Linked DNA regions of Cricetulus griseus: region 1 is linked to region 2. A link is a contact called in public Hi-C data. All regions are on one chromosome and are shown on one strand. The core of a region is the stretch at or near the end of the contact, and the rest is flanking DNA. Distances in the headings are between cores, read along the strand shown. Region 1 overlaps Ttc39b (tetratricopeptide repeat protein 39B). Region 2 holds the start of Snapc3 (snRNA-activating protein complex subunit 3).

Region 1 (5,445 bases), core at 2,468-4,967, 120 kb before region 2:
CTGGAAGAGATGCACAGCATATCATCCTATTTATATTAATAAGGCACCCTGTCATTATACTAATCAATAATAAGTATTAGAAGACACAGCGGGTTCCTTCTGACGTAGGGGGGAAAGAATGGTAAAAAAGGAAGATTGTGTTAGCTTCTGAGTGATTTAACACTTTTTTAGCAAGAATGCCTGTGTGTCTCCCAACAGAGCATGAGCAATAACACCATAAAAAGGAGACTGTTTCTTAAGAAGCAGATTCAGAATACTAAGAGAAAGCAGGGCACAGTAAGGCCAGAGGGCATTTCCACACACCCTGTTCCTTTTCACTCTGGCAACTTCAAAAAAAAAAAAACAACTTGTTTGGAAAGAACTTACCCACTTAGTCTCCAGGTTACTAACACAAGGAACACCAGTGTACCACTTACCCAAATTCACCTGTCTTTGACACTCGTTTCATAACCTGATCTTCCTTCACTCCCCACCTCCTTTCCCATGCTTCCTGTCTATCTAGCCACACAATCTATTTTTCTGAAACATCTGGGGATAAGGTTGATGTTCTTACAGGTAAATGTGGCCTACATCCTGCAGCATGTGTTTATGTTGTTGGGTATTTGTACACTGTGTGAAGATATATTGCTGAGATTGGTTTAATAAAGAACTGAATAGCCAATAGCTAGGCAGGAGGTATAGGTGGGACTTCCAGGCACAGAGAGGACTGTGGGAGGAAGTGAGGAAGAGAAGCCAAGCCAGACTTGGAAGATTTGAACACACAGGCTGGGAGAGAGGTAAAAGCCACATGGTAGAATGTAGATTAATAAAAATATGGGTTAATTTACATTATAAGACCTAGTTAGGAACAAGCCTAAGCTACAGGCCAAGCTTTCATAATTAATAAGAAGTCTCCCTGTCATTACTTGGTAGCTGGAGGCCCCTCAAAAAAAGTCCGATTACATATTTACTCTTACACAGCTGGGTTCTGCAAATTAGACCACTTCATATAACTGCCCAGGTTACCATGTGTCAGATGACCCCATGGCATCTTCACAGCATTTTTTATTCCTGTAGTGCAGGCTCCGGGCTAGAGTCAGCTAGTGCACTCAGCTGTCATGTCTCTCCTGTCTACATTAATCTGGAAGCTTTATACCATTATCTTTTAGAACACTGACAATTTCTTTTTCTTTCTTCTCTCCTCTTTTCTTTACATCCTTCATCACTGAAGTTCTAACAGGTCTCTGTGAGTAGAGTAAGGTACTAACCCACTACAGAAGGGTTCCATACCTTCTCAGGGCATTTTTGTCTGGAATGCCTACCCCTCCAGCAGTGTTAATTTTAATCACTAATTTCCCCCATTGCACTGTGACTGCTTTTGTTTGGCAATGACTAAGAAGTTTATGATGAGGGCCAGCAAGACAGGGCAACAGATAAGGCTTGCCATCACACCTGCAGATCTGAGTTCAATCCTGGAAGCCACATGCTTAAAGGACAGAACTGACTTCCACAAGCTTTCCTCTGACTCCCCCACATATACACACAATGACTTAATTAATTAATGTAAAAAAAAAAAGTTTGCTGGAAGAAGAGCATGTAAGCTCACAGACTACCTTTCTCCTCACCCAAATGGGCCCCTAAACTCAGCACCGAGGACAGTGTCATCCTGACTTGGCCTCTGTAGTGCTGGGATTACAAGCAATCACCTGCCACCACACAAGACTCCTGCAGCAATCTAACCTTGAACACTGCATCCCAAGCAGCCCCTGTCCAATCCCCAGAGTATTCTACCACAGCCAACCTTCTTGTTACATAGCTAGCTACTTGTTTTCTCCCATCAGCATGGACTCAAAGATTCCTACTGTTGTCAATGTTCTACAATGTGACCCAGATAACTTATAAATTCTCACAATCTTCCCTCTTGAGCAAAGTCTAATACTCAGTTCTTGCTCGTGGCTGGAGAGATGGCTCAGAGGTTAAGAACACTGCCTGCTCTTCCAGAGGACCTGAGTTCAATTCCCAGCAACCACATGGTGGCTCACAACCATCTATAATGACACCTGGTGCCCTCTTCTGGTGTTGGGCATACATACAGACAGAACACTGAATACACAATAAATAAATCCTAAAAAAGAAAAAAAAAAGAATAGCTCAATTTATTTATATATAAAAAAAGAATTCCTATGTCAGAATTCAATTCTGTGAATCTGAGGTATATCTGAACTTTAGATTATTTTTCCCAGTTGTCTAATGTACATTGAGGTACATAGCCACTGACTCTCATATTTGACACACCAAGGTACATTCTCAATGGACTTTGAGAGTGTGTTTGGTTTGCTGCTGTCTGAAGTTGACTTCATCACAAGCCCTAAATTAATCTCTCAACTCCTCTGGATGCCTGAGCATGGATTAGGTTCCACCTGCTAAAATACACCTGTACACAGTAGGCAGGTGGCACCTATAATTCCAGACTCTGGAGGTGGAGACTGGAGGAAGGTTCCTATTGACAGGACACCCTGGCCATCTAGAGGACCAGGCCCATCTTCCTCCTCTTTCTGGCTTTCCCTGCCACCTAGCAGAGATGAGAACAGGCTGTGTCAACAGCAGTGATCTGGGCATGTACTCTGGCTCACTGCAAATTGCCGTGAAGGCACTCCAGTCAAGGTCTTCGTCTTAAATGCCCAGAGGTTCACCTGTTGAAGGCTCCGTGCTCCCTGACAGTGCTGCTAATATAAAGTGCTACTGGGCTGTGGTGGAGCCTGTAAGAGATGGAGACTTAGCAGGGAAGTCACATCATAGAGAGCATAACCTTGTGGGATACTGCCCCCCAGCTTACTGGTCACCCTGAGATCAGCAGCTCAGCTCCACTAATCTCCCCACTAGAATGTTCTGTCTCTCCTTGAGCAATGGAGCCAGCTGACCCTGGACTAAACCCAAATAAACATTTCCTCCTTTAATAGTTTATTGCAGGGTATCTTGTCACAGTAATGGAAAGCTAACAAACATAGCCCAAAATATCTAAGCCCAGAGCACCAGAGTCTTCCCTAAGAGGGTCATTTCTAGATAGGACTGGGGTGATTCATGAATAGGAGCCTAGATCAGACACTCTTATAGCTTCCAAGTACCTCATTTCCTCCTTTAACTGCCTACAGCACCCGCTGTTTCCTGCAATGAAAATTAAATAGAAGAGACAGATAGCAAAAAGAATATAAACAAACAAGATCCTGAAGATAATGATCACAGCTAAGAGAAAACAAAAGTACTATGCAGAAAGACCCAGCTGATCTGAAGATAGAAACCAAGCAAAGCCTCTGCCTTAGTTAGGGTTATCATCACGGTGATGGAACACCATGACCAAAAGGCAATTAAACTTCTACACTACACTTCCATCACTGAAGGAAGCCAGGACAGGAACTCAAGCAGGGCAGGGACCTGGAGGCAGGAGCTGATGTAGAGGCCAGAGAGGGGTGCTGCTTACTGGCTTACTCCCCAAGGCTTGCTTACTCTGCTTGCTTTCTTATAGAACCCAGGACCACTAGGCCAAGGGTGGCCCTAGCCACAATGAAGTGGGCCTTCAATCACTAATTAGGAAAATGCCCTACAGCCTTGTTTATAGTCCGATCTTATGGAAACATTTCCTCAAGTGAGGCTCTCTCCTCTCTGATGACTCTAGCTTGTGTCATGTTGACATAAAAGTAGGCAGCACAGCCTCTTTAGAAATTTGACCTCTGTGGTGAGGATGGAAAGTTCAGGAATTGGTTACGGCTGAGTCAGCTAGGCCAGGAAGCCCACACAAGAGCAGTATGGTAGGAAATAGCTTGTCACATCCAAGAAACTGAATGGGAGCTGTGGTGTCAAGAGGGAAAGAGGCAGAGGAAGGCAAGAGACAGGTGGAGAGAGAAGACAAAAGCAGGACTATTCTGGTCACAAGAAGCATGGCTTTCTTCTAATTACCATGGACAGTCCCTGAAGTCTGTACACTGGGAAGAAGCATGCAATCAATGTCTGAAAAACATAGGGGAGGCATAGTGGAGAGCAGATCATAGAGGACAAAGAAGAGGCAAAGACACTAGCTGGGGCATCGTCCACACGTAGGGTCATGTAAGACCATGGAATAGGACTGAGGACTGGGCCAAAGTGATAGCAAAGAGGAGCAGAATGCAGCCATGCTACAAACTCCACAGCAGTGGATGATGGCAAAGAACGGGCAAACAGAGGTACAAAGGGAGGATGGAGGCTGATGCCACGCTCCCTATGGGTATGTGGTGCTATTTTAAAGCCATCTGTTGGCTTCAGAAAATAAGAAAAAGATGACAGTCTCCAGGGGCCTCAGTTGAAAACAAGGGCTTTGTGGTTTTCAGCACATGAACAAGGGTTCTTTAAACCTTAAAATGTTCACATCTAACCTACTGTCGTGTGATAAACAGACCCTATTTCTCACATGGACTGGGCTTGTGTACCTTCAAATGGGAGGCTTCTTAATTTTCTCCCCTTTTTGACAACCCCTTTTTGTCCCAGAAATTTTATGTAACACCAGTTATACAGGTATACAAAATAGGAATACAAATCAAACCTTGATTGATAATAAATCATAACAAATCTGTTTAAAGACAACTCTTGAGCATACATCTGATTTCATTATTTATAAAAGATGAGGGGCTGGAGAGACGGTGGTTAAGAACACTTGTTGCTCTTGCAGAGGACCGATGTTTGATTCCTAGTAGCCACATGGTGGCTCACAACCATCTCTAACTCCAGTTCCAGGGGATTTGATACTCTTCTGACCTCTAAAGGCACCGGGCATACAAGATACATAGACAAGACAGTCATACACATAAAGATATTTTAAAAAGCATGAAGATGAAAGCAAAGCTGCATACTGATGAGAAGGATGTGCTTATTTTTCCATAAAGAACTAAATCTTGGCTGAATATTTGATACCGCAGGATACTGAACATCTGCAGCATTTTCAAAGTTGAATATTTTGATTTTATAACAGTCAATGCTAAGAACCACATAAAAATACAGTATAAAACAACAAAAAAATGTGTTTAGGTCATCTCAGAAATATTTGGAAACTCTGTCCTAATTCCAAACCAACTCATTAGACATTTTTTTTTAATGAAACTCAAGCCAGCAACTCAAATAGCAGTTCTTAAACTCAAAAACCCTAGTAAATGCAACCCAAAGCAAACTAACTTCACACTTAGGTTGAAGAACTATGGGGGGGAAAGGCGAAGTCTATTTTCCATGATTCTATCTTGAAGTCACGAGAAATATCCCATGTACACGTGTGACTGATATGAAGTAAGTAAGTGGCTGGAGATATGAAAAGTCAAGCAACACCTAGGGCTAAAGCACAGTCATCTTCATTTCATGAATGTCCCACACCTACCCAAGGAGGCAAGCTGTGAACCCCGCCTCTTTTAGCTCCATAAGTCAGGAAACTGGCTCAATATGCCTTTC
Region 2 (4,885 bases), core at 833-3,332:
AACTGAAACTGCAGTTGGTTCAAGGCTAGAGGAAAGTAGGACCTTCCTCATAATAATCCTACATTATAGTTATCATCATAAATACACTCCTAGCTATAGATTCAGGAGAAATGAAAGTGTGTTTCATGAACTCTTATATATATATCATCATCATAACTTAAAAAAATGTAGAAAAAAATCTTCCAATGACATTTTTCTTGTTTTTTGTTTGTTTGTTTTGAGATTTATGTGTGTGAACCAGGTATGTGCCTGATGCCTTCAAAGGACAAAAGAGGGCATTAGCATCAGAATTCCCTGCAACTGGAATAACAGGGGACTGTGAGCTGAACCAGGGTCTTCTGGAAGAGCAGCCAATTTTTTTTTTTTTTTCAGGGGTGGTGGTTGGTTTCAAGACAGGGTTTCTCTATGTAATAGCATTAGATGTCCTGGAATGAGCTCTGTAGACCAGGCCTCGAAACTCATAGAGATCCACCTAGCTGGGATTAATGAGCTGCACCACCACCGCCTAGGTCGAATCAAGTAGCAAGTATTCTTAACCCCTGAGCCATCTCTCTATCCCCTAGTGTTTTAATTCAACTTGTTTCCTATTATTTTGACTTGGCATTTTTTCTTTTTTTAATGTGTCTGGATGTTTTGCCTGTATGTATCTCTGTGCACTACTTGATTGCCTGGTGCCCAAGGAGGCCAGAAGAGGGCATCAGATGCCCTGGAACTGTAGTTTTAGATGGCTGCCATGTGGGTGCTGGGAACTGAACCAGAGTCCTCTAGAAGAGTACTCAGAGCTCTTTAACTGCTTAGCAATCTCTCCAGTCCCCTCCCCTTTAAGAGACAGGGTATCCCAGGCTTGCTTCAAATTCACTATATACAAGCAGATGACCTTGAACTTCTGATCCTCCTGCCTCTACCTTTCAAGTGACGGGTTACGGGTGTATGCCACACTGAGTTTCAATGAATAAAATGTGTAACATCCATGCACTGCAATTTAGTTCAACCAAAAAAGGAATAAAGTACTGAAACTTCCTACAAAGTGGAAACATTGTGCACTATTACAGAAACCAGTTACAAATGACCATATATATTTATATTAAATACAAAAATAAATTGGGTGTGGTGGGACACACCCTTAATCCTAGGATTCAGAACACATTGGGCAGGCTGATGGCTATAAATTCAAGGCTAGCCTGGTTTACATAGTGAGATCCTATTTCCAAAAGCCTAGATACCAAACCTTCACAGATGCAAAGCCTTTTAAGTTGTTGGCTGAAACTAGAAGGATTGGGAGTCATAGTTAAAAGCAACAGACTTCCTTTTCATGAGTGGTAAACTAATCGTTGCTCAATTGTGAATATTCTAAGTCACCGAAAGAATAGCTTCAATGGATGATCATACAGTATGTGTCACATAAACCAAACAAGCCAGGACTTGTACTGCACACCCTGTTTAGATCCTTGTAACACCTAAAAACATGGCAAAAGCTTCTGGAGTATCTAGACCCACTGAGTTTCAAGCTACTTTCATTTGCTAGCTTGCCGGTTTAGCCCTTTAACAGTCACATACGAGTCTCTCTCCCTGGAAAAGTGGTAAGTTTTAAAAATACACATCATAACTAAGAATGAACCGTGTGGGATGCAAAGCCGACGTTCCATAAACATTATTATGCACGTATACAGAAAGGCACCGGAGGTTCTGATCGAACCTGTCTCAGTGCCCCTGGTCCTAGCCCTTCAGACTCTCTTGCTCTAGGACTGGAGGGCAGCAGCACAACTCACACCACCAGTGGACAAAAGTCCCTCCCCCACGAACCAGGGCTGAGGAAAGTGTGAGCGAGACCCCAGTGAGTCTTTAGGTAACTGTGGGTCCCAGTAACCGGTTAGCTCCACCATGAACACGCCAAGCGGCGCCGCCCTCGGACAAGCGAAGAGAACAATGCACCCAGCCCTGCCCACAGCGACCGAGCCGCGCCCGGGCGGTGGCCGCGGCCTGCCGGGAAATGTAGTTTCTGACGTCTGGCTATCGCAGACGCCCGCCGGCCCGGAGCCGCGCGCAACTACAAATACCGTCACGCCCCGCGACACTCGCTCGCCAGTTTTTGCCGGAAGGGATCGCAGCTGACATGGCGGCGGACCCGCAGGGCGACGGTGCGGGTGGTCCGCAGCATCCAGTCCCTAGTGCGAGCCACGGCAGCTTCCCGGAGTACGAGCTTCCGGAGCTGCACACCCGCGCGTTCCACGTGGGAGCCTTTGGGGAGCTGTGGCGCGGCCGGCTCGGGCCCCGGGATTTGTCGCTGAGCGAGCCGCAGGCAGTCGCGCAGCAGGCGGACGGAGGGGCGTCGGACAACGGCTTGGAGGATGCTGCTGTGGCCCGGGATCTGGGCTGCAGTCTGGAGGCAGCGGCAGAGCTGAGGGTCGTGTGCGGGTGAGTGCGCAGCCTCGGGGCACAGCGTGGGTCCGGCTGGGTGCAACCTCGTCCCTGTGCTCCTCGGGTACTCTTCCGGGCGAGGGCCCGTGATTTAACCTTCATCCCCCCCAAACCCTTTCCGGAAGGCCAGAAGAGATGCTAGGGTCCGAAAGTACAGTTTATGAGGGAGGATCCAGTAACGGGACACGACAGTTGCATAAAAGACTTTTCTGTTCTCTGATCTTTAAGGCGCTTGTTGGAGTAACAGTGGTATATATACCTGTCATTGACATTTGCACAGTGGAAGTACATGAGCTGTGTTAAAACCCCGATTAACTGTAGTCTCTAGTGGTCTTCGTGAATATGTTATCTCTTTGGTTCCCCCCAAAATACCTTCCCTGGTGGTGGAAATATAAAGCTTACTTGTAATGGTCCCCCAATTGACAGTACTGGCTGCCCTCAAATGAACATATTGGCACAAAAACCATTGTCTTCTTCTGGCCTCCATTAAGCCGCCTGCTGGATTTCATAAGACTTCTTAATTATTCAGTGATGTATTCAGGACAAGCTCTGACCCGATGTTGAAAATGCACGGCTGATCATAAAATGTTGCTTTTCCTTTCTCCCTCTCCCGACCTCTCCCTCTTTCTAAGCCTTGATAAACTGAGATGCCTTGAAGAAGGTGAAGACCCAGAAGTCATCCCAGAGAACACTGACCTAGTGACTTTATGGTATGATTTTGTTTTGTTATATGCTTTTTGTTTGTTTTGATGCTGCGGTGAAACAGGAACTTCCCCTAAACTACACTGTTAGCCTTTCTGCTACTTTTTGAATATTCTATTTTGGAAAGTATAGTAGTATTCTCTACACCCCCACTACTTAAATTCAACCATTGAGTTTGATGTCCTGGCTTGAGGCTGTAATTCCAGCACTCAGGAAGCTGAGTCAAGAAGATTAATGCAAGTTAGAGGCCAGCCTCCGTTACATAGTTCAACAATGATTGATTTAAAAAACAAAACAAAACATTTGGACTTCCTTGCTTTAAGTCTGAGAGTGGAGTACAGTTGTGTGTGGTTTTTTTTTTTCCCCATCTGGACTTCAGTTTGTAGCTCCAAAAGTACCATTTTGCATAATCAGGGTGATACTCTTTTTTTTTAATATTTATTTATTTGCTTATTTATTATATACACATTGTTCTGCCTGCATGTTAGAAGAGGGCAAAAAATCTCATTATAGACAGTTGTGAGCCACTATGTAGATGCTGGGAATTGAACTCAGGACCCCTGGAAAAGCAACCAGTGCTCTTAACCTCTGATCTGAGCCATCTCTGAGCCATCTCTTCAGCCCCCAGGGTGATATTCTTACCTCTAGAAAAATTTAAAAACACAAAACCTCTAATATCCAATACATATTCAAATTTGTACTAATTTTTTAATGTATACTTAATCTACTTAGATTTTGGAGTTCAAGCTAAATACTCAGATATTATTTCTTAAATACCCGTTGTAAAGAACCAGTTGTTGTTAGGAATGGTGACATACACCTTTAATCCTAGGCAGGTAGACAAAGGCATCTCTCTGTGAGTTTGAGGCCAGCTTGGTCTACTTCGTGAGTTCTAGGCCATCCAGGGCTATATGATATCTCAAAAAAGGAAACAAGCACCAGCTGTTTTGTTTCTTTTTATATATTTATTTTTGTTTTTCAAGACAGGGTTTCTCTGTGTGGCTTTGGAGCCTAACATGGCTCAAAGGCATTCAACACCACTGCCAGGCTCACACATTAATCTTTTTTTTTTTTTTTTTTGGTTTTTCAAGACAGGGTTTCTCTGTGGCTTTGGAGGCTGTCCTGGAACTAGCTCTTAAAGACCAGGCTGGTCTCAAACTCAAAGACATCCACTTGCCTCTGCCTCCCAAGAGCTGGGATTAAAGGGTGTGCCACCAACACCCGGCTGACACATTAATCTTAATAATCTTGTTAACTGTTAAACTTTCTGGAAAAGCCTAAATCTAGCTCTATGCTTGTCTTTCCCTACAACTTCCTTTCTGCTGTCAATAAACATAAAAATAAAACCAAAAACGTAGGCAGAGTGGTGGCTCACATTTGTAATCCCAATATTTGAGAGACAGAGAAATGAGGATTGCCAGAAAGTCAGGGCCAACTTGGGCCCAGGCTATCTATTTAAAAAAGAAATCTAAGAACTCTTAATTGTAAGTTTCTGCCACTCTGTTTCTTTCTTTTTTGAGACAGGATTTCTCTGTGTAGTTTTGGACCCTGTTGTGGAACTCACTCTGTAGACCAGGCTGACCTTGAACTCAGAGATTCACCTGCTTCTGCCTCCAAGTACTGGGGTTAAAGTCATGTACCACCACTGCCCAGCTAGATTTATTTATTTTTATGCTGTGTTTTGCCTGTATGAGGGTATCAGATCCCCTGGAACTGTAGTAACAGACAGTTGTGAGCTGACATGTAGGTGCTGGGTATTGAATCT

What was found. Hi-C and Micro-C count contacts between places; a contact is called where the count stands out from the background.
Region 1: a contact with region 2 is called in a Hi-C map of fibroblasts, with 4 times the contacts expected there. The contact joins the enhancer-like site here to the promoter of Snapc3 in region 2. A contact is called at or near these places in 5 of 8 Hi-C or Micro-C datasets (the CHL-YN cell line, the CHO-K1 cell line, fibroblasts and 1 more).

The regions. Positions count from the first base shown.
Region 1 is chr2:64,562,398-64,567,842 of CriGri-PICRH-1.0, reverse strand. The region is part of intron 1 of Ttc39b (tetratricopeptide repeat protein 39B); the gene reads right to left. Among named protein-coding and RNA genes, the nearest start is that of Ttc39b, 22 kb to the right of the region's middle. Within about 2 kb of position 3,717, at least 2 of the 6 cell types and tissues checked have open chromatin away from gene starts, as enhancers often do. A contact at or near this core is called in the CHO-K1 cell line and fibroblasts, where this site is marked.
Region 2 is chr2:64,438,063-64,442,947 of CriGri-PICRH-1.0, reverse strand. Snapc3 (snRNA-activating protein complex subunit 3) reads left to right here and starts at 2,082. Exons shown (of 9, transcript XM_027400197.2): 1 at 2,082-2,415; 2 at 3,051-3,128. The coding sequence starts at 2,114.